Linked DNA regions of Mus musculus: all the other regions are linked to region 1. Evidence: chromatin contacts called from public Hi-C and promoter capture Hi-C data. All regions are on one chromosome and are shown on one strand. The core of a region is the stretch at or near the end of the contact, and the rest is flanking DNA. Distances in the headings are between cores, read along the strand shown. Region 1 holds the start of Agtr1a (angiotensin II receptor, type 1a). Region 2 holds the start of Irf4 (interferon regulatory factor 4). Region 3 holds the start of E2f3 (E2F transcription factor 3).

Region 1 (3,732 bases), core at 586-3,085:
GACCTCTCACTAAGAAACATTTAACCAGAGATGTTAACAGTTTCGAAGACTTTTATCATGGGATAATAAGGTAACCAGTCTAGACTTTTATGTAGTCAGCAATAACCAAAAACCAGAAAGTATCGAGGTTTTAAAAGACTGTAAGAGACCTTCTGTGCAGTGACCAGAGACTCAGAATTGTTAGATAAATAAAAGCACTCTTAATATCGCGCAGCTAATTCAGGGTAAGAACAAGGAGGGTTCCTGGGCATTAGCAGGAAATTGATGGAGAAGTGACCGTCCAAGTGGGGCCTTAATGGCTCCAAAAAGACTTCCGAGATAAGCAAACAGGACAGGTAGTGTTTGTTTGTTTGTGGTTAAACCAAGGAGATAAAACACTAAAACAAGCTTCTTGGAGTCCTTATATTTGTAAAGTGGGTTAAGGCTTTTGCTTAGGGGCAATAAATACAGGGACTCGGTGGCGGTAACTCTCAAGAAAATCGCTTTAGGAATGAAGTACCTTGAAAAGGGAAACAATGATTACTGACTGCAGAGAGCAGGCTGTGAGGCTGCTCTCTCTCTCTCTCTCTCTCTCTCTCTCTCTCTCTCTCTCTCTCTTTTCCTGGAACGACACAGGAGGAAATTAATGTTGTCGACTTCCAAATGAGACCTCAGGGCACACAGAGTGCCCAAATTTTCCTGAAAAAAAAAAAAAAAAAAAAAAAGACGTCTCCCTGGAGTTGATGGTGGGTCTTTATGCTTAAGGACATGGGCAAACATGGACACCCGTAGCCTATTCTCCTGTGCTTAACCAAAGACAGGGAGCAGGTGAAGTCTTGAGCAGGATTGGCTTAAATTTTCTGGAGACCACCATAGTCTGAGGTTGCGGAGACACTGGCCTAAAGGTTTCTCAAGAAAGTGAAATGAGGTAGAAGAGTGGAGAGCCCTGCTCTCGCTCGCTCGCTTCAGTACTGAATCGGAGCCACTGAAATCCAGTGAGGACTACAGGCCAAGACAGCCTGCTGAGATGCAGCCACCAGCTTCTCCCCACTTCTGACTGAAGTATCAAAGCTTGGCTGGGAACACCTGTGGTTATGGCGTTTGGCCCCACTACCATCTATGTGATACTGATGATCCACTAGTAGAACCCGCACTGAGAAGAAGGAGAGAAGGCAGTGCAGGGTCATTGGCAAACAAAGGTGAGGCTGGGGACAATCTTAACTTAAGCTCAAAGTAGCACAACTTCAGATTTTGGCCCCGCGGTCATACAGGCTACGGTTAAATTCAGGTCACAGCTAAAATACAACAGTTATTTAAAAGCACGGCGGAAAACTGACTTGCTTGCCTCACATTTCTGTAGATTTCTAGCCTGTACTCGAAGAGTTTGATCAAAACATTATGACTCCTTTGGACCACGCTGCAAACGAGCGCACTTTCCTCCCACCTGATCCGGTGAAGGGCAGCCCCCTCCAGGCTCATTCCGCTGGCCGGGAGTGAGCTCGCTCCCCTGGGTCCCCCGGGTCCTCCGTGCCCAGTACTCTAGATTCAGATGTGGTGACAAGGAACCTACCCACTCCCGCCCCTGATCACCACGCTGGCGGGACGCCTGGGCTAGGACTCACCCGGGAGAGCAGCAGAGCTGGGAGAGCCGCAGAGCTGGTACTGGCTTCAGCCACCCCAGCGACCCACCCCAGCGACCCGTGGACCAGGACTCAAGCCTCGAGTCCTCTCCGGCCAGACAGCATCATCCAGTCCCTCCCAACTGCCTGGCGATCAGCAGCGAGGCACTTCCATATTTATAGCCTAGGGGGACGTTGCTACTCCGCAGGTTCCAACCCTAAGGCTTTGCACTCCTCCCTCGCCCCGCCCCGCCCCGCCCCGCCCCGAGACCCTCTGTCCAACCCTCTCCCTCTCCAGTTTCTGACGGAGTCTTCCCTGCTGCCAGTCACCGATGTGCCCTTCCAGATCCAAGCTCAGCTGGTCCTGAATCCCACATCCCAGCCTGAAGTGTTGAAGATGGAGGGAGGTGGGCGTAAGGCCACATGAACTGACTCCAAGATAAATGCTTCACTTAGAAAGAAGAAAAAAAAAATCTTGGAAAAATTTTAAGGATGAATTAAGGAACTCCCTTTCTTCGCTGTGGCTGACTCAAAATTTGAGGCCTGTGCTGTGGATTACATATGGCATGGATTAATTTCAGAGTTGTAAAATAAAAGATTATCAGTTCCTCCTAGTTTACACGTGGCTCAAGCTGCATTTATTTTAAAATAAAAACAGACTGCCAAAAAAATAGCACAAAATATTTGAGAACAAAATGAACTCAATTCTAAATTAGAAAGAAAGAAAGAAAGAAAAAAAGAAAGAAAGAAAGAAAGAAAGAAAGAAAGAAAGAAAGGAAGGAAGGAAGGAAGAAAGGAAGGAAGAAAAGAAAGAAAGAGAGAAAGGAAAGAAAGAGAGAAAGGAAAGGAGAGGAGAGGAGAGGAGAGGAGAGGAGAGGAGAGGAGAGGAGAGGAGAGGAAAGGAAAGGAAAGGAAAGGAAAGGAAAGGAAAGGAAAGGAAAGGAAAGGAAAGGAAAGGAAAGGAAAGGAAAGGGGAAATACATTCTGCAGTGTATCACGAGGCCAGAATTACTCTGATACCAAACTCAGGCAACACAGTACAAGCCAACTTCAGACTAACAGCTTCTATGGATGGAGATGCAAATCCTAATGAAGTGCTAGCGATTCAAATCCAGTGGAAAAATAAAGGTATTGAGACCATGATGTGCCCTGCTCTGAATTACTCGACATTGTGCAAAACAATGGCTTTCGACTGCAGAGTTTGTATTTTACAAGCAGCATTGACTCCACTTAAAGTGAAAATGCAGAAGTAGAATTCGCACCTTGATGTGCACATAAACATCATCTGCCTGTCACCAGCTACATGGCACAGATAGATTAACAATTTATTTCTTAAGGCAGAAAGCCCCCACCCCCACCCCACGCCCCATGCCCCGCTACTTAAAAAACAATCGAAGTAAATGGAGACTATAGCCACACACGCCGAGGTTAATATCAAATCTGGGAAACCAGGAGTGACAGCACACTGGACTGGCAAGACTGGAAAAGGGTGCAGCTCTCTCACCTGAGCCCCATGAAGAGAAGAAGCCCTAAGGCTTCAGGGGTAAGAAGCCCTATCTTTCCACCCTGTGTGCGTCACAGAGTGCCCAGCCCTCCTAGAGGCTTCAACTTAGCTCAGTCTCTGCTATGATGTGGCTGTTCTATTTGAAGTGACACATATGCCCACTTGTGTGTCTCTACCTGACATGAAACTGTCTCCAGGGCTGAGTCCTGCACTTGGCTGCTAAAGCCTCTGCCAGTGGCTCAGCTCAAACCTTGACTTTTAGCAGCAGACCTCCAGCAGCGGTTATCTCATTACCATAGAGGCCCCTTTTGACCCCTTTAGCTGCCTGCTTCTCAAGCATCTTTGCAATTCCCTGAGTCCTATTAGATACTCTTCAATGCTATGTAGCCGATGTCTAAATTACATATATGTGTGTGTATATATAGTGTGTGTATAGTGTGTGTGTGTGATGTATAGTGCATAATCTGAAAGTTAATGTTCATAGGTAAGATTGGAATAAAAGGGTCTGTGTTTCTGCATTTGCCTTGTCAGGTTATCAAGGAATTGGACACTCCTTAGCAAATTGATTCTTACAAAGTCAATATTCCTTGTGAATTTATTGTTATCCAATAAATTCTGGCATTGTGAAAA
Region 2 (3,732 bases), core at 662-3,161, 410 kb before region 1:
GAAGCAGAGAGTGGCCCTAGCAGTCGGTGGTGGTGGCAGGAAACAGCGAATGGGCTATGCAAACGGAACCTCGGTCCCCCAGAGATGCCCCTGAAGCTGGAAGTTCTTTCCTCCACACAAACAGTATTGGGACCTGGTTTCTTGTGTATGCAATCCCCGGAGAGTTTGCAACCTCTTTCCCTTCTCCTGGGGACTTTGCCTAAGCAGGGTCCAATGCTTGATGCTCTGGCCTCCTCCTTGCAGGAGCCCACCTCTTAGTCCCTTGCCCGGGAGCCACAGACATTCAGAGCTTTCAGATTCCCCATCCCCACCCCCACCCCTGCCCAGGGATCCCTGAATGCTGCTAACCTTGAAGAGGGCAGCGTCCTCCTCACGATTGTAGTCCTGCTTGCCCGCGTGTTTCCACGGGATGCGGAAGACGCTCTTCTCCTCGTTCTCCCACACCAGCCCGGGGTACTTGCCGCTGTCGATCTGGTCGATCAACCACTGTCGGAGTTTCCCATTGCCGCAGCTCACTGCGCTCATGCCGAACTCTGAGCCCCGGCTGCCCGTCTCCAAGTTCATGACGCGTGCGGACCTCCTCCTGGGCTTGTGCGCTGAGGAGAGACACACATTCCCTGCAACTACCTTCGCATCACTTTGGAGGCGGGAGGAAGCCCCGTCCCAAACTCTTGCAGTGCCCACGAGGCCCCGAGTCTCTGAGGCTGCCAAGGTGCTCGGGTGCAGTGCCAGAGTCTCCGAAGTCCCCCAAGAGAAGGTACTTTGACGAAGGTATAGAGAGCATCCCTTGGCGCGCACCATCCTCCTCCTCCTCCTCCTCCTCCTCCTTTTTTTTTTGCCTGTCTGTTCTTTCTTTTATTAAAAAAATTAGGTAATTTCTTCATTTACATTTACATTAACACGCTCCGTTGAAAGCTCCTAGCTACACAGCTTCTCTGCAGATCCCAAGTCTTGCGCCACGCTGGGGCGCTCACTTTGCTCACTCGTCCCTCTGTGCTGGATCCAAGTAGCTTTCATCCCACTTTTCCCTCACTGTTTCTACACTTGCCCCTTCCTGGGTTTAGGTTGCCCTGGCTGCCCCAGGCGAAAAGGACCTGGCACATGGACTAGCCCTTGTCCAGGTCCTGTGTCCCTGCCATGCAGGTTTGCGGTACCTAGCTTACTCTCTTGACTTTCTTCTATGACACCCTTACTTTGTCCTCGGAATAACCCCAGGCCTACCCAACCAGAGACCATCACGTGGGTCCTGGAAGCAACAAGTGGAAGTCTGGTTATGGGGCAAGCAGCGCAGCCAAGAAACAGGAGATTCCAACCTGCAGAATGTCAGCGTGAACCCTGGCAGGAATGAAGCCGAGGCTGGGAATAAGGGGTGCTGCGGACAGCAACACTAGCACTCTTGCCAGAGAAGTGAAGAAGGGGCATGCGGGGAAAGGGGCTCTGAGCACCCTAAGTTTGGAGCTCTCAGCTCTTCTTGGCTGCCCGGCCTAGGAATCACGCTCTGGAGCCCTAGATGAGTTTGGGTCCTTTAGGAACCAGGGCTGGAAAGGAGCTTTCCACTGGAGCAGAGAGAGTCAGAGGCTGTCCCTCTGAGGACAAGCTGTGGCCAGTGCGATCCTTTGATGACACCACAGTCCCATTAGCTCGTCCCGCCCAGCCCGTGGGGGATGTTCTGGAACTCCCACCCAAACAGCTTCATACAAAACCCGAAGTGCACAGGTCCTAGGGCAGCGTAGATGAGCGGAGCCTGGGTCCGCTATCTCAGCATTCTCCCTCAGGCTCAGAGATGGAAGCCAGGCTTCCTCTGCCACCAGCCTCACACTCCTCCTTCTGCCCGACTACAGGCCTTACCTCACCCGCACTCTTAGCTGAGGGCAGCAAAGGGTCCCAAGTTCAAGTGGTGAAACTAGGAAAGTGAGGTGAGAAAGAGGAACTTTATAGAGCCGGAGGCGGAGTGCAGGGCGGGCGCTTCGGCCCCGCCTTGAGAGGGCGTGGCTTGCCCATACCCAGGACCGCCCCCCACCTCTGCCTTGTGCCTGGGTGTCCCGCAGGAACAGGAGCTTCGGACTAGAGCCCACCGGGTCAAGGGCTGTCCCACTTCAGACAAACCCTGGCTTTCTTCAGCTCCTCCTGTGGAGGGGGCTGGGGACTCTGATGTACTCAGAAATCCTCAACCGGATGGGACAAGTCGGTATGGCCCGTTCCTGTGAAGGTGGAGGCATGCAAAGGGGATACTGGAATCTGCACTGAGCATAGCTGATAACTACTAACTGCTCATGGCCAGGTTGGGAAGTGATGGAGAGTCTGGAGCACAGGGAACTTGGTTCTCACAGCATGTGACAGAAGAGATAGACTGAGAGAGGTCGGGAGCATCCTTGGGCAAAGCGGAGTCTTGTCTCTCTGAGCGTTTAGAGAATATCACGCTCACTAAAAAGAAAAATAGAAAGGCAAGTTTATAAGCCGTGGCCCAAATACTGTGTTTGAAACGCTTATACATGTTGGGTGAATGAAACCGACGAATTGAGATGACTCAGACAAGCACAGTCCCCAAAGTTTCAATCATGGCAACATAAAAGAGATGGGGGATCCCTGAGTACTCAGGTAGTTAGCGCGCTTCCGGATGTCAATTCACCTTAAAATGATAATTTTAACCTCAGCCTCGTGGGAGGCAGTTGCCGGTGAGGTACCAATGCCCCAAATAGAACAGCTAGGCTGACTGAAGGTTTTACTTTATTTTCGTGTTTTCTTTGACCTTCATATGTAAACTCCATGAGCTTTTGCCGCTGACTTTCTCCAGCTCAGCTTGGATGCCTGGAGCTTATATGTTATCTTGGTGTTTTCAGGTAAGCAAGCAGACTACCAGTTTCTGTATCATTTTAGATTACCACCACCACAGGTCAACTTGGAGCGTTTGTAAAGATTTGACAACTTTTTCATTTCACATGTTTCTCAGTTTTTCTTTTAATCTTCCATCCTGGGTTCTGGACTTTAGGAGAAACATCTGATTTTGGCCACAGGAAAACTGGTGCAGAGATGCCCACCGGCATGTTTTTTTTTCCTAACATCAACAGGCTTTCTCAGAAATTAACAGGATGCCATGTCGTTCTTTCACCCCAATTAGTTTTCCATTGTCAGAGCCCTGGTAGTAAACAACAGAGTTTCGTTCAAAGAAAATTTTGGTCACACCCATTTTCCCCTCTTCTTCCTTTGGGGTTTCATTCATTCAAAAATATTCTTTGAACACCTTCTGTCTGTCGGGAACTATCCCGGTCACCAGAGACACACCTCGGAGCAAAGCAGAGATTGTAGCTTCAGATAGCACAGCCTTGCTGCTGAGGAATTACATTTCTTCAAAGCGTGCACAGACTAAGGACAGAAGCAGCCAACCCGAGGTTTTTGGTTTTTTTTTTTTTTCTTTTTTCTTTTTTTCACTTAGACACACGTGTCTTCTACCTTGACTTAGGCGGTTTCAACATTTTCCTCAGCCAATCTACATCCTCTGTTTTCAGAAGTTTAAACAACAGTCATTACAAGAAACCTTTTGAGACTTCACATGGTTATCTTGTTTAAAAGATATGATTACTAATCTTCAACGCCATCTTCTGGTTTACTCGCTCGCTCGTTGTGTGGATCCCCCAGAAGTGATAGTTTAACAGTGAGGTGAATGCAAGCAATAAGCTACCTAAATCATTAAAACTTCCTATTTTATTAGCATCTATTAGTTGCACACAGCAG
Region 3 (3,732 bases), core at 865-3,364, 350 kb after region 1:
CACCATGCAGCTGGCAATACCCTAGCTTACAGTATTAGCTTTCTCCATAGCGATCCATAATGCAAAGCGACAGTTACGAAATAAGATTAAAGAGGTTGCTCTCCTCCCTCTCACTCAACCAGGCATGTACGCCTTCACCTTATCGACTCTACAAACACAGTCAGTTTTGTTGTTGGCCACAAATCTTCAAACATACAAATTCTATGGCTCTTCAACAGGCTTGAATGCAAAACCAAAATATTTCCAAGCCTGGTATAAAGCTTAGCAGTACTTTTAATTCCAGAGAAGGTAATAAGGCTGAAATGCAATATTAGATGGTCCTAAGATGAACTGACCCCAAATTGTTAGGCTTCCTATAGGGTTTGAATGTGAGCTTGGGTAAAATAATTAATAATAATAATAATAATAATAATAATAATAATAACAATAGCAAGCAATACCTAGGTGAAAGGACTAGGTGTAATGCAAGCCTTGTCATCCACTGAGCACCCTACCAAATACTCTACATTTAAAAAATTATAATGTGCCTGAGGTAGAGAAGGATGTATCCCAACAGCTGTTTTCCACAGTTCTCAGCTACTCAATGAAAATCTGGTCTCGACATCTACATCTTCCCTCACCTTCCTCCTCAGTCGTAAATACTTCTCATTGTGCGTATACAAGTGTGTGTGTACGTGAGAGTGCACACGCTTGTGCATATGCACGTGCCTGTGGAGGCCAGAGAGGTCAACCTCAGATGTCTCCCTCAGTAGCTCTCTACCTGAGTTTTCAGAATAGGATAGCTCAGTGAGTCTCGAATTTCCCAACTGGCTTCACTGGCTGACCATCAAGCCCCAATGAGTTTTCAGGTCTCATTCTCCCAGTTCTGGGATTAGTGATACACGCGGTCATGCCTAGCTTTTTAAATGTGAGTATTGGGGATCAAATATAGGTCCCCTCACTTATGTAAGTAACTGATCCATTTCTCCAGCCCCACAATGCTCATTTTAAAGATCCGTGAGTATTTACTTTAATATAGAAACCAGTTCGACGATTTCATTTTCCTTGACATTTTCTGATTTCCATATATACATATATATGCATACATTTTTCTCCTCTTTTAAAACATATCGGGTTAGGTTTGCGTTGTAGTGTTTGCTGTTTGCTTAAGAATTTCCTGGCGTATGAGGCTGTAAAGAGCTGAGTGCAGGCAGCTTTCACTGGAAGTCCCACGTCACCATAAAAGCCTGTACTACTTTGGATTACTGCATGGCGGATTAAAAACCCGCGGATCAGTTCTAGGTTAGCCCTGATTAACTCCCCTGGGTGTTTCTGGGCCAGAGAGGGTGCTTGTTAGACTCAAACCTATACTTGTAGTCAGAGTTCACTGAACAAAGAGTTAATTTTTACTTAAATCGAAATCGGGCTAATCATGAAGCTGCCAGGAATGATCTGGAATATGAACTAAAGTGTGCCTGCAGTCGCGTCAGCTGAACCTTCTACCCCCACGGTTCTGTCTGCCCACATGCTTCTGTCTATCAGCCTTGGCCTCCGGATCCGCTCTCACGTCATTGGTTGGATTTCAGGAAGGAAGAAACCCAGGATTTAAAGGGCTCAGTTTTCCACCTGCCAGGCCGGGTCCAACTTGCCTTTGACACATATTTAGGGGAATTTCTACCAGTTCTTCATTTACTACACTGCTTGGTTACAGGAAACAAAGTCCCTGAGGGTGTCACCTTGACAATTTCCAAAACCGAAACTTGCGCTCAAGACTAGATCCACACTGAGTCTGCGAGGCAGAGTCCCTGCCCAGGTCATCAGAGCCAGCCCCGCGGGTAGGAGCGAGGGAGGGGCCTGGAATGGGCGTGGCTTTCCGTGGGAGAGTAGGACTTTGCCCCACCTCCTAAGAAGCCTGCTCTGCTTCCAGCCAGTCAGGTTGCTCTATGCAAATAGAGCCCGGGTCACCCCGGTAACCATGGTGTATGGCAGCCAATGGAAAACAGCCAGTGGCGACCTCGCTCCAGGATTGGTACCGAAGTAAGGCGACAGGGATCCAATGGACTGTGGGAACAGTCCTCGGCGGGTTGAGGGGCGGAGATATGCAAATATGGTTTGAAAAGCCGGCGGGAAATCTGAGTTTCGCGGGAGGACCTTGGCGCGTAAACCGTATCCCTTCATTCATTGTCAGCAGCAGCTTCCTGGAGCCATTTTTCAGCTGCCGGCCGCAGCACCCGGGCTGCCGCCACCGCCTCGCAATCCGTTGCATCGGCTGCCCCCGACGCCTCCATCCCTCCTCGGGGCCTGATATCCGTGCGGCCGGGACCCTCCTCTCTCCAGACCCCCGATTATTTTTGGCCCCCGGGGCCTGTGCGGTGCGGAAAAATAAAAAGAAAAGAGAGAGAGAGGGTTCGGAAGCGCCGGGAGGGGAGGCGAGAAGGAGAGACTTGGAAACTCCGGCTGCAAATAATAAAAGAAATTGAAAGCAATACGTTAATATATCGTAACACTAAAAAAGAGCAGGAGCGAGAGATGAGAAAGGGGATCCAGCCCGCCCTGGAGCAGTACCTGGTGACCGCCGGGGGTGGGGAGGGGGCGGCTGTCGTCGCCGCCGCCGCTGCAGCCTCCATGGACAAAAGGGCACTGCTAGCCAGCCCCGGCTTCGCCGCCGCCGCCGCCCCGGGCACGTACATCCAGATCCTCACTACGAACCCTTCCACCACGTCCTGTGCCACCTCCCTCCAAAGTGGCGCCCTGACCGCCGGCCCCCTTCTCCCCAGTGTCCCCGGCACGGAGCCGGCCGCCAGCAGCCTCTACACCACGCCACAAGGACCCTCCAGCAGAGTCGGGCTGCTGCAGCAGCCACCAGCACCAGGACGCGGCGGCGGCGGTGGCCCACCGGTAATACCCTCCTCAGCGTCCCTAGCCCAGGTGGGAGGCGGGCTCCCGGGAGCGGTGGCGGCGGGAGCGCGAGGCTGAGCATCGTGGGCCTCGTTGCTGTCCCTTCCAGCGTGTGCTTATTGTTAGACTCGGGGTGCTTTCCTGCGGACGTTGGGAGGACGTGGGGGCCTGGGCAGGCACGCGGGGCAGTGGGGAGTCCCTCTTTGAGAACCACATCCAACACTCCAAAACTTTTCGCGCCCCCCCCCCCTCCACTTCTTTTCCTGCACTTTTCCCTACCCCCACTCTCCCCTCCCTTGCAACTCGAAGCTTCCTCTTTCTCGGGCGTAGGAAGGGGTCACGCCCCGGATGGAGAAGGGGGTGGGGGAGGGAGTAGTGCACTGGAGAGTGGGGGACCCCAGAGGATGTAAACTGGGGGACCCGAGGCGTGCAAGCCTCCTCTCCTGTCTCTGCTGCCCCTGGGCGACTGGGGGTCCCGCAGGCGTGCTCCGAGCGCAGGGGCGCCAGTGCCTGGCACCTTTGGGGACCTAGCTCCAGGCAACAAAGGGGATCTGGGAGGTGGACGGGTATCGCGGTGGGGGAGGTGGAGCTGAGAGCCCCGGTGGGCCAGGGCTCGCGCTGTCTGCGACAAGGGGCCGGCGGGCGGGTGCTCCGGCCTGGGCGCATCTCCGCGGTGGCAGCGGCGGCGCCCGCGTGGCCGGAGCGCTGGGGCCTTGCTCTCCGGGCCCCGGGCCTGCCCTTGACCCGCCTCTCCCCTTGCCCCTTCCTTCCCCGCCCTGTCCCCCTCCCCGCCCCCCCGGCGACGGAGGGCGGGGGCAGCCGGGTTCCCGTCCCGCCGCCAGGATCTGTCCCTTC

Evidence for each region. Promoter capture Hi-C pulls out the DNA fragments that hold promoters and counts their contacts. Hi-C and Micro-C count contacts between places; a contact is called where the count stands out from the background.
Region 2: a promoter capture Hi-C map of the SN4741 cell line shows a contact between it and region 1, with 2.6 times the contacts expected there. The contact joins the promoter of Irf4 here to the promoter of Agtr1a in region 1. A contact is called at or near these places in 2 of 39 promoter capture datasets (the SN4741 cell line and stem cell-derived epiblast-like cells).
Region 3: a contact with region 1 is called in a Hi-C map of uterus. The contact joins the promoter of E2f3 here to the promoter of Agtr1a in region 1. A contact is called at or near these places in 5 of 39 promoter capture datasets (erythroid cells, hippocampal neurons, liver and 1 more), 2 of 484 Hi-C or Micro-C datasets (cardiomyocytes and uterus) and 2 of 9 other capture datasets (adipose tissue and pancreatic islet).

Annotation. Positions count from the first base shown.
Region 1 is chr13:30,334,459-30,338,190 of GRCm38.p6, reverse strand. It overlaps Agtr1a (angiotensin II receptor, type 1a), which reads right to left and starts at 1,835. Exons shown (of 3, transcript NM_177322.3): 1 at 1,602-1,835.
Region 2 is chr13:30,747,412-30,751,143 of GRCm38.p6, reverse strand. Irf4 (interferon regulatory factor 4) reads right to left here and starts at 1,911. Exons shown (of 9, transcript NM_013674.2): 1 at 1,849-1,911; 2 at 349-596. The coding sequence starts at 564.
Region 3 is chr13:29,984,445-29,988,176 of GRCm38.p6, reverse strand. It overlaps E2f3 (E2F transcription factor 3), which reads left to right and starts at 2,114. Exons shown (of 7, transcript NM_010093.3): 1 at 2,114-2,877. The coding sequence starts at 2,509.